3 separate regions of the Mus musculus genome follow, and regions 1 and 3 are each linked to region 2. Evidence: chromatin contacts called from public Hi-C data. All regions are on one chromosome and are shown on one strand. Each heading gives the region's core, a stretch centred on a gene start, on an enhancer-like site or on the middle of the called end of the contact. The rest is flanking DNA. Distances are from core to core; before and after follow the strand shown. Region 1 overlaps Ppil4 (peptidylprolyl isomerase (cyclophilin)-like 4). Region 2 overlaps Ust (uronyl-2-sulfotransferase). Region 3 has its middle 41 kb from the start of Gm24726.

Region 1 (4,380 bases), core at 1,625-4,124, 470 kb after region 2:
CTGAACAGATCCTATTCTGTCACGTCTGTCAATTAGACAGCTCTTTCAGACAGGAGTGCTTCCTTCTACAAACTAGCTTTGCCTTCATTATTTGGGATTACAGGTGTACTAAGGGAATGACTATTCCAGTCAGAGTAAAGGTGTGTGCTAAGGCTGAGCCACACCACAATTAGAAACAGATTTTTTTTTTTTTCAGTAAATAACACAATCTGGCTTTTCTCATGCCCTTAGTACACCCTGTAGTCCCAAATAATGAAGGCAAAGCTAGTTTGTAGAAGGAAGCACTCCTGTTTGAAAGAGCTGTCTAACTGAGCTGCAGGACAAAGTGATGAATCAGAATTAAAGTAATTTCTCTAATATAAAGCCTTAGAATAAAATAAAGCATAAACTGGATGATTCAACTCAGCTTTTCTGCCTCAAAACTCCTCTCTAAACTGATTCAATCTGGCTTCTCTCTCTTTCCCTGAGCCACACCACAATTAGAAAAAGATTTTTTTTTTCAGTAAATAACACAATCTTGGGGTTCACAATGTGATCAAATATCCTGCAACTAGGCACCATTTGTGTGTGTAAGATTAGAACACACTGCCCAAGTTAGTATGAGGCCAAGCAGAGCAATTCAGGAAAGGCTGAAAGAGAGAAGCCAGATTGAATCAGTCAGTTTTTAGATTAATGGTGGCAGTGCACACCTTTAATCTCGGCACTTGAGAGGCAGGGGCAGCAGATCTCTAACGAGCTTGAGATCAGCCTGGTCCATATAGTGAGTTCTAAGACAGGCACGTAGTTAAGACCGTGTATTAAAAAATAAACGAAGAAAAAGCACAGAACTATCGTAACAATAATCCCAGTCTCTGCAGTGGACTCTGAGAAGGTTGGGCTGGAATATGAGGAGTATGGAAGCCTAACATAAAAGTGCTATTGTAGCCGGGCGTGGTGGCGCACGCCTTTAATCCCAGCACTTGGGAGGCAGAGGCAGGCGGATTTCTGAGTTCGAGGCCAGCCTGGTCTACAGAGTGAGTTCCAGGACAGCCAAGGCTACACAGAGAAACCCTGTCTCGAAAAACCAAAAAAAAAAAAAAAAAAAGTGCTATTGTAGTTGAATCTGGGACTGAAGTCAACATGGCCATGTTCTTTAGGCCCAGAATGTAATGTCTGTCTTTATACACATACCCATAGTTTTCTGAATGATGAGGAAAAAAACAGTCCCAAGGGCTGGGGTATACCTCAATTAGTAGAGTAGTTGCCCAACATTCATTAAAACACTTTAATGCTACAAACTTAAAATTAATATAGTGAATTCCTTAAAATCAGAAGGCCTCTGTAAGCATCTTGACTTTATGCCCTTCGCTTCCTTGATTTGTCCTGTCCTTTCTAAGTGGTTAGGCCAAACTTACCTTCGATATGAAGGTAACATTTGCACATGCTCATCTATGCCTTTTGTGACTGTAAGCTTTAATCACATGCCTTCTAATGGCCTTTGTTAAAGTCCAGACTCAGCATGCTGGCTTGGCTGCCTGGAAAGCCTTAGGGTGATGCTGTCAGCACCCTTCAGACACATCCCAATACTTTGTGCAGCACAGACAGGCAACACACTTTAAATAAAGCACGACTATCTAAAGGCCAACCTGATACTCAACCTCCTTGATGAATACTTGGAGAAGACATGCCTATGTAACACAAAAGAGAGAACCTCTTTTCATCAACAGAAACTAGAAAACAAAGACACCTTTTACCAAAGATGATCACCAAAGAAATGACCTTTGCAATGTGTGGAGTGATAGATTTATAATGGGAAATCAGTCATAGTTGAGCAAACAGAAATGATGTAAGGCGAGCAGTATGCTTCATGGCTTTTTTCCTTGTCGCAACTTGGAAGAACCTGAATTGCATGGTCCAGTCTATAAATTTCTTTTAGATCCTATAAATGTCAACTCTTGTACTGAACTGGAAGGAGCCCTAGACAAAAATTTAGCAAAAAGATTTAGCAAATCCTTGTTGTTAAATGGCAATGTATTATACAGAAGAAAAAAAATCTAATCGTGTGACAGAGAACTACAAGATTTTGTTATCTAAATAAGGAAATTAAATAAAAGGGAATAAATATCAGGGGCTGGAGAGATGGCTCAGAGGTTAAGAGCACTGGCTACTCTTCCAGAGGTCCTGAGTAAAATTCCCAGCAATGACATGGTGGCTCACAACCATCTACAGTAGATCTGGTGCCCTCTTCTGTTACACCAGCATACATGTGGGCAGAACGTTGTAAATAGAGTAAATAAATAAAATCTTTAAAAAAGAGAGAGAGAGAGAATGAATAACACAAGGATATTCAATAGAAAGGAACTTAAAACATTAGTATATATAAAAGTAACACATTTACTTTTGAAGATCATTGAGAACAGTGGGTAAGTAAGTAAGGTATTTATTGTAAGAGTGGGAGATAAAATATTTAGGCCTAAGGTTTCTTTCAACTCTAACTTTCTTCATAATACATGGTATACTGAAAAAGTCAAGTCTATGGGAAACACTGACCAGCTGTGACAACAAAATGTCCCCCTCACAAATGACCTACAGAGGGGAGGCCAGCCAAGCATACGGTTCTTATAAAGGATACTCCTGTTTGGGCTTTACTTTTTCTTTCAGAACCAAATTGGCTGGTTTATCCTGTTCCTTTTCATACTCCTTGAAATCACTCTTGGTATATTTCCCACCTGTTTATTAAAAGAAATAAAAGAATTAGCATCCTATAATGGTACACTAACAATTTTATAAAACACAAAGGACTACTTATGAAAGCACACAGTGGGAGGTAGGGAAGGTGAGGAAGGCCTTAAACCCAAAGCCTGTCTCTGCTGTTACTCTGGTTCAAAGTGCATGTCCAGTTTTCTTTAGTTATATGCTGCCACCTAGTGACCTGGGTGAATATTACAACATCCAACTGAAAAAAACACTGTTCAAGCAAAGCCACCAAGTCCATGAACTCTACTGCATCAGCCAGCAGCTAACACTACTCCAAAGCAGACACCACCCACCACCAATAGGACTGTGATTATAACACGTAAAAAACACATCAAGAGGCTGGTCTGGGAAAGGGTATGGGCCTGGTAAGACTGGCGAGCCAAGCTGGGACAGGTTTCTCCTTCCACCACAAGAGAAGCCAACTCAGAGAGAAACAAAGCCTTGTTCCAACTGTGAACAAAAAAGCTCTCCTCATGAAACAGAGAAAGTTCAACTCCCTCTAAGCCGTGGGTTGGAAAGGAATGATTGATAAGTGAGAGCACTGAGGTGAGGCGCTGGTTCAGACTGCAGGGTGCACTGAACAAGTTTCCTCTGCAACACGGCCTCTGGCGAGGAAAGGCTGCTGTGAATGAACACTGTGGAGAAAGAACATCCCTCACAGACCAGGTATTTCTCTCTCTAGATTTTTTACAGACCTTAATAAAAAATATTGAAAAAAAATCAATACAGCCTACTACTTATTACCAAACAGCCCTGTTTATTTCTTATTTTGAAAGTGCAGTAAAGTCATGGGCAACAAACCATAAATGGTACAGAAAAGGTAATCGTGTGGCTGTAGTGACGGCTCCATGGTTAAGAACGAGGTCTTGCAGAGGACCTGGGTTCGCCTCCAAGTACCCATAACCATCTGTAACTCCAGTTCTAGGGGATCTAATGCTCTGGTCTCTGCTGGGACCAGGCATACACATGGTACACATACATATAGAGAAATAAAATATTCAGACACATAAAATAAGAGTGAATCTTTAAAATAAGAAAAACCAGTAATCTTAATTTTTCTGGTAAAATTTAGCATTACATGTGAATAACTACCAAGGGAAACCTTTTTTCTGTTGTTATTTTGTTGTTGTTTTTCTGAGACAGGGTCTTAACTATATAGCCAACTAGCCTGGAAGTGGCTATATAAAGAAAGCTGGCCTTCAACTCACAGAGATATGCCTGCCACTGCCTTCCCCATGCACAACCCTAAGTGAAGCCTTTTTAAAGCATTGTAAAATGATCTTTTTAAACTCAGCTAGAAATGCAGTTCAATGACAGGACGCGTTCAGCATCTGGGAGACCACTATTCTCAATCCTTAGCATACACACACGCACACACACAGTTAACAAGATACAAAGTTCATGACTAGCGTGGGGAGTTAACACTTACAGTCTCAGCACTCAGGAGGATATTAAGTTTGAGACCAAGCTAGACTCCATAGGAAAACTGTCTCACAGCCATTGAAGAACATTGAGCTCCATAGAGACAGCGGACAGGCACTGGGCAACTGCCTCACGGAGGAAAATCAACTAAACATGGGCAAAGGAGATCCTAAGAAGCTGAGAGGCCAAATGTCCTCAAATGCATTCTTTGTGCAAACATGC
Region 2 (4,680 bases), core at 261-2,760:
AACTCTGAAATGTGAATGCACACACATACACACACACACACACACACACACACACACACACACACACACACACACACACGCACGCACACGCACACGCACACAAACACACACACTTCTCTGGCTTATAACATAGCTATCCTTTTTATGATCCCCAGCTAGCTCTAGGGTGCCTGCCTTCTCTATTGCCTATGTGGACAAAGTGAGTTGAGCCCTACTGTGCTCCCTTGAGGTCCCAGGGTTGCTGCCTTCTTCCCATGGGTGGGATTTTTCTGGCAGTCTGTGCCTCCCAACCACATTTAATAAACTACAATAATAAATGCAGAATAGATTCATCACTCACAATTTTACAATTCAAAGGAAAGATGAAAAACAACTGCAGGCTGACCTTGGTCCACCTTCACTTTGATTTCAATTACAATCGAGATGATAATATGAACTGTCTGTCTCTGTGATCTTGGATAGATTCAGCCTCTTTCTGGTGCTGGGGCCCCCACATCTCTTCCGTTATTAAGCATTCTTTGATTTAATTGCTGTGTCTTTGTGTTTGGGGTGGGGGTTGCTGTGTATCCCAGGCTAGGCTCACACTTTCCCCCTGCCTCAGCCTCCCAGGTTCTCATATTTCAGGTATGTGTTCCACTGTGCCTGTCTGATCTCTTCCTGAGAACAGCAACAAAAGGCTGGAAAGGTCTCTGAAATAACCCTAAACATATCTGCCCCAGGAAAGGCGAGGACCCCTTGTTGGACCCTGCACATGAGGCATGCTCCATGAGTCCATTTAACCAGGGATGTGGAAGCAGATGAGTTGAGATTCCCCAGAGGGAAGTTGGCGCCTAGTTGGTGTGATTTCTCCGCAGTTTGGGACTTGAGAAGCCCAAGGGAGAGTTTGGAGAGTCCAGTGACCTCTACTGCCCGTGCTTCTCCCCAACCCTGAGTGGTCTACAGTGGACACTGCTAAGTTGGCCTAAGTGGCTGAAACCTCTCATTTGACTTCCTTTGAGGTAACATGCCTCTGACCCCTCAGCCTGCCATTTCCCCACTGTGCTGGTTAAATTTAGATGATTAATAGCATTAATTAGCTCATGTTTTTACCTTTATGTTAAAACTCCAGGTGTTGAAGCTGAGTGATCCTTTTCTTATTTAGATGATACTCTCTGTGGTCACAGTATGACATCTGTACTTCCATAGATACCTCAAACCCTCTTCTCCATGTATGCCCTGTATCCTGTAAGGATTTTCTGGAGTTTTATTCAAATTGCTTTGTCTTGGTTTTGTATAACAAAATGCCTATGATATTTAAAACTTCTGAATAATACCTATGTAACACGCAGCTGTAACTATCCCGGTTTTTAAAAGAAGTTCTTCATCTACCCAGTCAAACCTTAATTTCCCTTCAAACTGGCAATTGGTTTTCCTCTCCTTGTTTGGCTGGTGCCTCTCTAGCCACTAGGCTCTTAGTAGTAATCTAGACTTGTCCTGCTAGCCTGGGCAAGTACTAATCAGGCCCTACTTCTCACTTCCTCCTTTGAGAGGAGCCTTACTTATCTCTTAATTCTTGTGCCTTTGCCTCGTCCCTTTCTCTAGCCATGTGCTTTCCAGCCTCTGCATAGGCTCTCTCAGTCCCAGCATCCCGGGGTCCTTGGCTCTCTCCTCTGGCCTGTTTTGAGTCTAGACTACATCGAAGGTTGTATTGAGCACCTGTGTGGCTAATTTGATCTTCTCAGCAGCCCCAGAAAAAAGTGTTATGATCTTACCCCAGATGAGAAGCCTGGGACAGGGAAGATGACTCAGTGGGTTAAGTGCCTACTAGACAAGCATAAGCAGGACCTGATGCTCTAGTGCCCAAGTTAAAAGCCAGTGTGACTGCACACATCTGTAACCCCCATGCTGGAGATAGAGACAGGCAGATTCCACAGGCTTGGTTGCCAGCCAGCCTTGCTGAAATAGTGAGCTCTGGAGAGATCTTGTCTCAAAAAAATAAGGTGGAGAGCAACTGAAGACATTCCCATGTCAACCTCTGGTCTCCATACAAGCCCACAAGTGAGCTTGTCTAACACACACACACACACACACACACACACACACGAGCCTGATGCTCAAATAGGTTACCCACCTGCAGTTGAGTAGCATCCACTTGGTAATGACACTAGGAGGCAAACCAAGCACTGGCAGCCAGATTTCAGAAGCCATGTTCTCAACTGCCATGCTAACCTGCTTCTTCCCATCCTAGGAGACTCTGATTATTCTATTGGTCCTTCCCCAGCCTGACTGTCAGCTTTGAAGGCAGGCACCATCTTCACTGCCTAGTGTGCAGCCTCACATTACCTTCCCAGAGTTTAGAACTTAGGAAAATTTTAGGGTGTGCTGCTGCCTTTGGAAAGGGCATATCTGTCTGTCTGTCTGTCTCTGTCTTGAATTTCTTCAGCATCTGAAAATATGATCTGACACATGGTATAAATGTTCAAAGACCATTTGTAGAGTAGGTGGCTAAATGAGTATTTGAGTCACAGAAAACTATATCATCCTGTTAGCACAACCCTTCTCAAATTCTCTTTTGTATAATTTGCATAAATGGTTCTAGTTCGGGCATCTTAGTTACCTATAGTCTATTTATAGTGGCAACTAGTCTACTCATGTTAATAATTAAAAAAAAAAAAAACTCAAGAGTGGATAATTTGCGGCCATTTATTTTATCAGATCTGAAGACTAGATGTCCAAGGTCAAGGCATAGGCACATTTGGGGCGAACTGTTCTTTGCTTCCATAATGGTTCCTCTGGAAGAGATCATCACTGTGTCCTCCTCACCTGGTAGACAGCAGAGGGCAAGCAGCAGCAGGTTTCCTGCATTAGCCCAATGTGGTGGTTTGTATATGCTTGGCCCAGGGAGTGGCACTGTTTGGAAGTGTGGCCTTTTTGGAATAGGTATAGCCTTGTTGGAGGTGTGCCACTGTGGAAGTGGGCTTTAATACCCTCATCCTAGCTGCCTGGAAGTCACTATTCTGCTAGCAGTCTTTAGATAAAGATGTAGAACTCTCAGCTCCTCTTGTACCATGCCTGCCTGAATGCTGCCATGTTCCCACCTTAAAAATACTGGACTGAACCTCTGAACCTGTAAGCCATCTCCAATTAAAAGTTGTCCTTTATAAGACTTGCCTTGGCCATGGTGTCTGTTCACAGTAGTAAAACCCTAACTAAGACAGAAGTTGATACCAGGGACTGGGGTATTGCTGTGTTAGGCCTAACCATGCTTTTGTTTGGAAGAATGTGGATTTTGGAAGTTTGGGTTTGGAAAGTGGTAGAATGCTTTAAATGGAGCTTAATGGGCCATCCTAGTAGGAATATGGAAGACTTTGTTGCTGAGAATAATTTGAACTGTGCAGACCAGGCCCAAGAGATTTCTGAGAAGAATTTCCGTATATGGCATAGAGATATTTGTGGTATTTTGGTAAAGAATTTCACTGCTCTTTGCCATTGTCTGAAGTGTCTACCTGAGGCTAAGGTAAAGAGATTTATATTAATTGCATTGAGAAAGGAAGTCTCAAAAAAAAAAAAAAAAAAGCAGAGACTTTGTTCTCTGATTAAGTCTCATGAAGAACATTTTGCACAAGCATAGCAGCATAGCAAGCTGAAAGTTCTGCATCTTTATCTAAAGGCTGCTAGCAGAATACTGACTTCTAGGCAGCTAGGATGAGTTCTTAAAGCCCACTCCCACAGTGACACACCTCCAACAAAGCCACACCTACTCCAATAAGGCCACACCTTCAAATTCTGCCACTCCCTGGTCCAAGCATACAAACCATCACACCCAATCTCTTCTTAAAGCCCTACTCCCTCAATACTGTGTACACTGGCCACACCTGAATCTTGGGGCAGGGTATATCCACTGTGTAGGGGACAGGGGCTGGTGTGCTTTTTAGCATCCATTTAAGACTAACCTAGTGTTATTAGAGCTCTCATAACCCAGTCATCACTTACAAATTCCACCAGCTCTCAGTGTCATTACACTAGCAAGGAAGTATCAACATGTGACATGTGTTCCCTTGCAGGGGACAAACCATATTACACTGTAACAGTTGTGGCAATATCAGGGGTATTTATACCATAGACATCTGTAAAGCTATATAGATCAGGGCATTGTCTCTGTGTGTGCTTGTTCAGAAAGGGTGATTATAATGTGTTCCATTGAGTCCAAAGCCATGCTTTCAGCTCCATGTTAGACACAGTTGACTTTATGATCCTGTAATACAACACTTTTCCTAACCCTCCATTCTCTGAGTCTCTACAGCAGAACTAGCTGTGCCCTGTCTCTCTCCCACTGCTGTCACCATTCCTGTCCCCACCTCAAGGGAGAGCCTTTCAAGAGGGAGTGCTTATCTTATATAGGAAGGCCTGATTTCCATCCTACTCGATCAATATTTGCTACTGATGGTGATGTGAGTAAATCTCCTTGCCCTATTGGTAACTGAGACCTAGGAACATTCATGAAGCCATGAAAATGGATGTGCATGATACCATTGTATCTATTCCTGAATCTTCTGTTTGTCAAATAGGCGCTATTGGGAAATATGTTTTATGACCTTCAGGTAACCTCACATGAGACCTGTAACCCATGATAGCCTGTGGTGTACTGGATCCTCTTCCTACCTATGCCCACACAAACCATGAGGCAGGAATATTAATTAC
Region 3 (4,264 bases), core at 1,595-4,094, 390 kb after region 2:
AAGACATGCCTTTACCACACTCATCCAGTCAAAAGGAGTCATGGCATTGTGAGCCAATCTATCAATTTGGGACTGAGTAAATGAGGCATTAACTCCATAGGTCCTTACTGACTCTGCTAGCTCTTTTACTTGTTTATGCGATATTGGCTCATGATATCGCTGTTGAGCATGATCCTGAAAAACAGGAAAAGCCTGACATATTTTTTGCAACCCTTTAGGAGTGCAAAAAGAGTGACCATTGCCAATTGCTTTCTTATCTGCATAAGGCGGAGTAGGTGGGGGAGCACTGAAACTCCTCCCTATTGGACCAGATCTTTCTGCCTCATACTCCGCAGCAGCCTCCTTCAAATCTTCCTCCTCTCCTGTTGATAATTCGGAATCCTCTGAGCTAGACAATTCTAACGACTCAGAGTCCTCGAGAGGAGGGTAAATTGACTTAATTTTCTGCTTTTTACTATTTTTTATACTATTTTTTGTATCTTTACATTTTGGGAGTTGACAATTAAAGCCATGATATAAGATCAAGGCAAGAAAGATAGCAACCCCAGCAACAATTATCAGATCTATTTCGTAGGAGAGCATGCCTCTCACATTAATTTCTTTCTACTTACCGGTACCACCTTTCCTCAGCTGAAGAGTTCTGAATCCACTCCGGATCCTTCTCAGCAGTCTGTTTTGCAGGAACACTTCATTACCACCGTTCCCCAGCTGAAGAGTTCTGAATCCATGCCGGATCCTTCTCAGCAGTCTGTTTTGCGGGAACCTTTATTAACTGCTCCTTCCCCGTGATGCAGTTCTGAATCCTCCCTGTAGCAGGGGGTCTTCGCTTGTGCCTGAAGATGTTTCTTGTCCCGGGTTTTCGGCACCACTTCTTGCGCGCTCGACTGGCCAGGAAGAACGACGCTGCAACAGGATCCTTCTGTACACGTTTATTGGGAGAGCTTGATTGTAGAGGCGAAAAGACTTCGAGCCCAGAACTGGTGCTGCTTTTATAGGCCTAGGAGGGGCGTGTCTCACACCCGGATTGGTTATACACTAAGCCTCATTTGCATGTTCCTCATCTGATTGGCTACTCTCTCTCAGTACTTTACAGAACCTCATTATCATACCTCATTTGCATGTCTCACATCTGATTGGCTACTCTCTCTCAGTACCTTACAGAACCTCATTATCATACCTCATTTGCATGTCTCACATCTGATTGGTTATACTCTCAGTACCTTACAGAACCTCATTATCATGCCTGGGCCAGGCAGTGTCTTTGCAAAAAACTTTACTGCATATGTACACATTGGTTGTTTGTCCAATCTTATGCGTGGTGGCCAGCAGTAGTCAGTGCCACTCTGCAACGGCACATGTGGCTTCCCACAGTAACCCAATCACAAAAGAACACACAGGTTATGCACTCACTGATAAATGGATATTAGCCCAAAAGCTCCAAACAACCAGGATACAATTCAGAGACCACATGAAGCTCAATAAGAAGGAAGACCAAAGTGTGGGTGCTTCGGTCCTTCTTAGAAGGAGAACAAAATACTCACAGGAGCAATTATGGAAATAAAGTGTAGAGCAGAGACTGAAGGAAAGGCCACCCAGAAACTGTCCCACCTGGGGATTCATTCCATATACACTATGTGGTTGCCAAGAAGTGCATGCTGAAAGGAGCCTAATATGGCTGTCTCCTGAGAGGCTCTGCCACAGCCTTACAAATAGAGAGGCAGATGTTAGCAGCCAACCATTGTACTGAGCGTGGCATCCCTGATAGAGGAGTTAGAGAAAGGACTGAAGGAGTTGAAGGGGTTTGCAACCCCATAGGAAGAACAAGATCAACCAAGCAGACTCCCCAGAGCTCCCAGGGACTAAGCCATCAACAAAGGAGTACACATGGCTCCAGCTGCGAATGTAGCAGAGGATGGCCTTGTCAGGCATCAATGGGAGGAGAGGTCCTTGGTCCTATGAAGGCTGGATAGATGCCCCAGTATAGGGGAATTGAGGGTGGGGAGATGGGAGTGGGTGGGTGGAGGAACACCCTCATAGAAGCAGGGGGAGGGAGAATGTGATAGGGTATTTCCAGGAGGGAGGAAAACTGGGTAAGGGGATAACATTTGAAATGTAAATAAAGAAAATATCCAATTTAAAAAAGAAGAACTGCCATTGCAGATTTATTCAGAGTTTCAATATCTAGGGGGTAAGAGGCTGTGATACTAACTAAACACATAGTCACCTCCTGGGCTTAGCCCTCTTGGGCTAACCTTATGCCACCCACTTCGTGAGATCCCTTGTCTCTGAAGTGACAACTTTGAAAGTGCCATCTTAATGCAGCTGAGGTGGTACACACCTTTAATCCCTGCACTGGAGATAGAGAGGCAGGAAGATCAAGACTTCCAAGTCATCTTGGCTACTTAAGGAGTTGGAAGCCATGCTAGATTCCATGAAACTCTGTGTCAGAAAAGAACTCAAATTCAGAGACCAAGTACAGTTCCAAGTGTGTGTGTGTGTTTAATGGGGAAAAACAAAACAAACAAACAAACAACAGCAACAACAAACGGAAACCTGTTGTGAATTTTTCAGACTTCTGTCTTTTGTGCTGTAGAGACCCTGATGCTCAGAGCTAAATGCTCAAGAATTTAGTTTTAGTCGCTTTGGGTCTAGTTTTAGCTGGACACGGTTGCTGCTGTTGCTACTGTAGTTGAGGTAGGCTGGAAAGGGGCATAGGCAGGCTCAAAATCAGGGGTACCCCAGTACCCTGAGGGCTGGAAGCTTTGCCCCAGATCCTATATCGGCTGTCTCTTCCCCTGTGGTCTGCCTCCTTCCTCCTGCTTAAGTTGGAGGGAGTCCTGTAGCTGACATTACTTCTCGTTTCTCTCTCTTGCACTCTGTCTGTGTGCCCTCTAACAGGGAAGGGGGAGAATACAGCACCTCAAAAACATGATCACCTTCCACATTAAACTCAGCGATAGGGAGGAAATGATGTCTGCGCTCTTCCTCCAGACCCTGAGTCCTGGCTTCCCTGATACACTCCATGCTGTCTTCAGGCGGTGGCTTGGTATGTGGCCGGAGCCCCCGAACTGCTGACTAAACAGAACGGAAGTCAAGCAGGGGAAAATCCAAAAACAGCATAATTACAAGGGAACATTTTATGTTGAAAACATTGCTTGGCTGGAAAATTTGAAAGAGAAAAGCTTGAGCAAGTTCTCCGCAGTCCTGCCTCCAGAAACATAGTCTTACAAGGTTAGTTCTGTAATGGTCCGAAAGTGGAGGAGCGTTTCCCTCAGAGTGGCGGCTTTCCCTACTGAGGGGCCTCTCCAAAAGACAGCACCGGCTGACTCTAGGCAAAGGTCCCTGGAAAGAACTCAGTCCTCCACTGTACCTGCTGGGGAGTGAAGTTATCTATGTCCACACTCTACCTGTCAGGGCCATGCCAGAAGCCACAATGTGAACATCTAAACAGAACTGTTCCCTAGGCTGCACACGAATGAGGTTCTTCCTCTCCCACCTCACAGCGACACGAAGGCAAGTGAGCTTGAGTTAGACCATCCTTGCTCAACTTCACAAATCTGTAATGAGAACGATGCATGGTAACTAGAGCAGTCTAGATTCAAGCCTGGCAAAACAAAACAAAACAAAACAAAACAAAACAAAACAAAGCAAAGCAAAACAAAACAAAACACCCTTCTGGCCAGCGCAGAGACAGCCCGGAAACGAGGACAGCTCAGGAGACCTGTTTCCCACCGGTGGCTCCAGGTCTCCAACTTCAAGCTGCTCCCAATCTGTAACTGCTTTCTGCCCCAGTAATCTAAAGAAAGAAGGCAATATGCCTGGTATAAAGAGTTTCTCTGAGTCTAAACCGATGTCCTATGAGAGGCTTCTGTTTTTCAAGATTTTAATAGGCCCTCATCCACTAGAGACACCACCCAAAAGCAGAGAATCTGAATGGAAGGATCATATCTAGTGCACCCCTGTGTGCCAGCCTGAGTCCAGTTGGGGGAATGGCAGTCCAGATGGTGGTGGCACACATCTTTAATTCCAGCACTCCAGAGGCGGAGACGGAGGTGGGCAGACCTCTGAGTTTGAGGCCAGACTGGTCTACAGAGTGAGTTCTAGGAGTCAAAGCTACAGAGAGAAACCCTGTCTCAAAACAACAACAAAAGAATTAGGGAAATGGGACTGGAGAGAAGGCTCAGTGGTTTCGAGCACTTGCTGTTCCTGCAGAGGACTTGGGTTTAGTTCCCAGCATCCACATGGTAGTTCACAATCTCCAATT

The links. Hi-C and Micro-C count contacts between places; a contact is called where the count stands out from the background.
Region 1: a Hi-C map of bone marrow-derived macrophages shows a contact between it and region 2, with 17 read pairs. The contact joins two enhancer-like sites. A contact is called at or near these places in 6 of 39 promoter capture datasets (the C10 cell line, the HPC-7 cell line, cranial neural crest and 3 more) and 1 of 484 Hi-C or Micro-C datasets (bone marrow-derived macrophages).
Region 3: a Hi-C map of bone marrow-derived macrophages shows a contact between it and region 2, with 21 read pairs. The contact joins two enhancer-like sites. A contact is called at or near these places in 1 of 15 datasets of contacts at CTCF or cohesin (the NIH/3T3 cell line) and 1 of 484 Hi-C or Micro-C datasets (bone marrow-derived macrophages).

Annotation. Positions count from the first base shown.
Region 1 is chr10:7,808,690-7,813,069 of GRCm38.p6, reverse strand. Ppil4 (peptidylprolyl isomerase (cyclophilin)-like 4) reads right to left here. Exons shown (of 13, transcript NM_026141.3): 11 at 2,612-2,708. Among named protein-coding and RNA genes, the nearest start is that of Ppil4, 18 kb to the right of the region's middle. Within about 2 kb of position 2,874, at least 12 of the 459 cell types and tissues checked have an H3K27ac peak or open chromatin away from gene starts, as enhancers often do. A contact at or near this core is called in bone marrow-derived macrophages, where this site is marked.
Region 2 is chr10:8,274,136-8,278,815 of GRCm38.p6, reverse strand. All of the region lies in intron 5 of Ust (uronyl-2-sulfotransferase), which reads left to right. Among named protein-coding and RNA genes, the nearest start is that of 4930573G07Rik, 67 kb to the right of the region's middle. Within about 2 kb of position 1,510, at least 7 of the 459 cell types and tissues checked have an H3K27ac peak or open chromatin away from gene starts, as enhancers often do. A contact at or near this core is called in bone marrow-derived macrophages, where this site is marked.
Region 3 is chr10:7,887,236-7,891,499 of GRCm38.p6, reverse strand. No RefSeq gene overlaps it. Among named protein-coding and RNA genes, the nearest start is that of Gm24726, 41 kb to the right of the region's middle. Within about 2 kb of position 2,844, at least 18 of the 459 cell types and tissues checked have an H3K27ac peak or open chromatin away from gene starts, as enhancers often do. A contact at or near this core is called in bone marrow-derived macrophages, where this site is marked.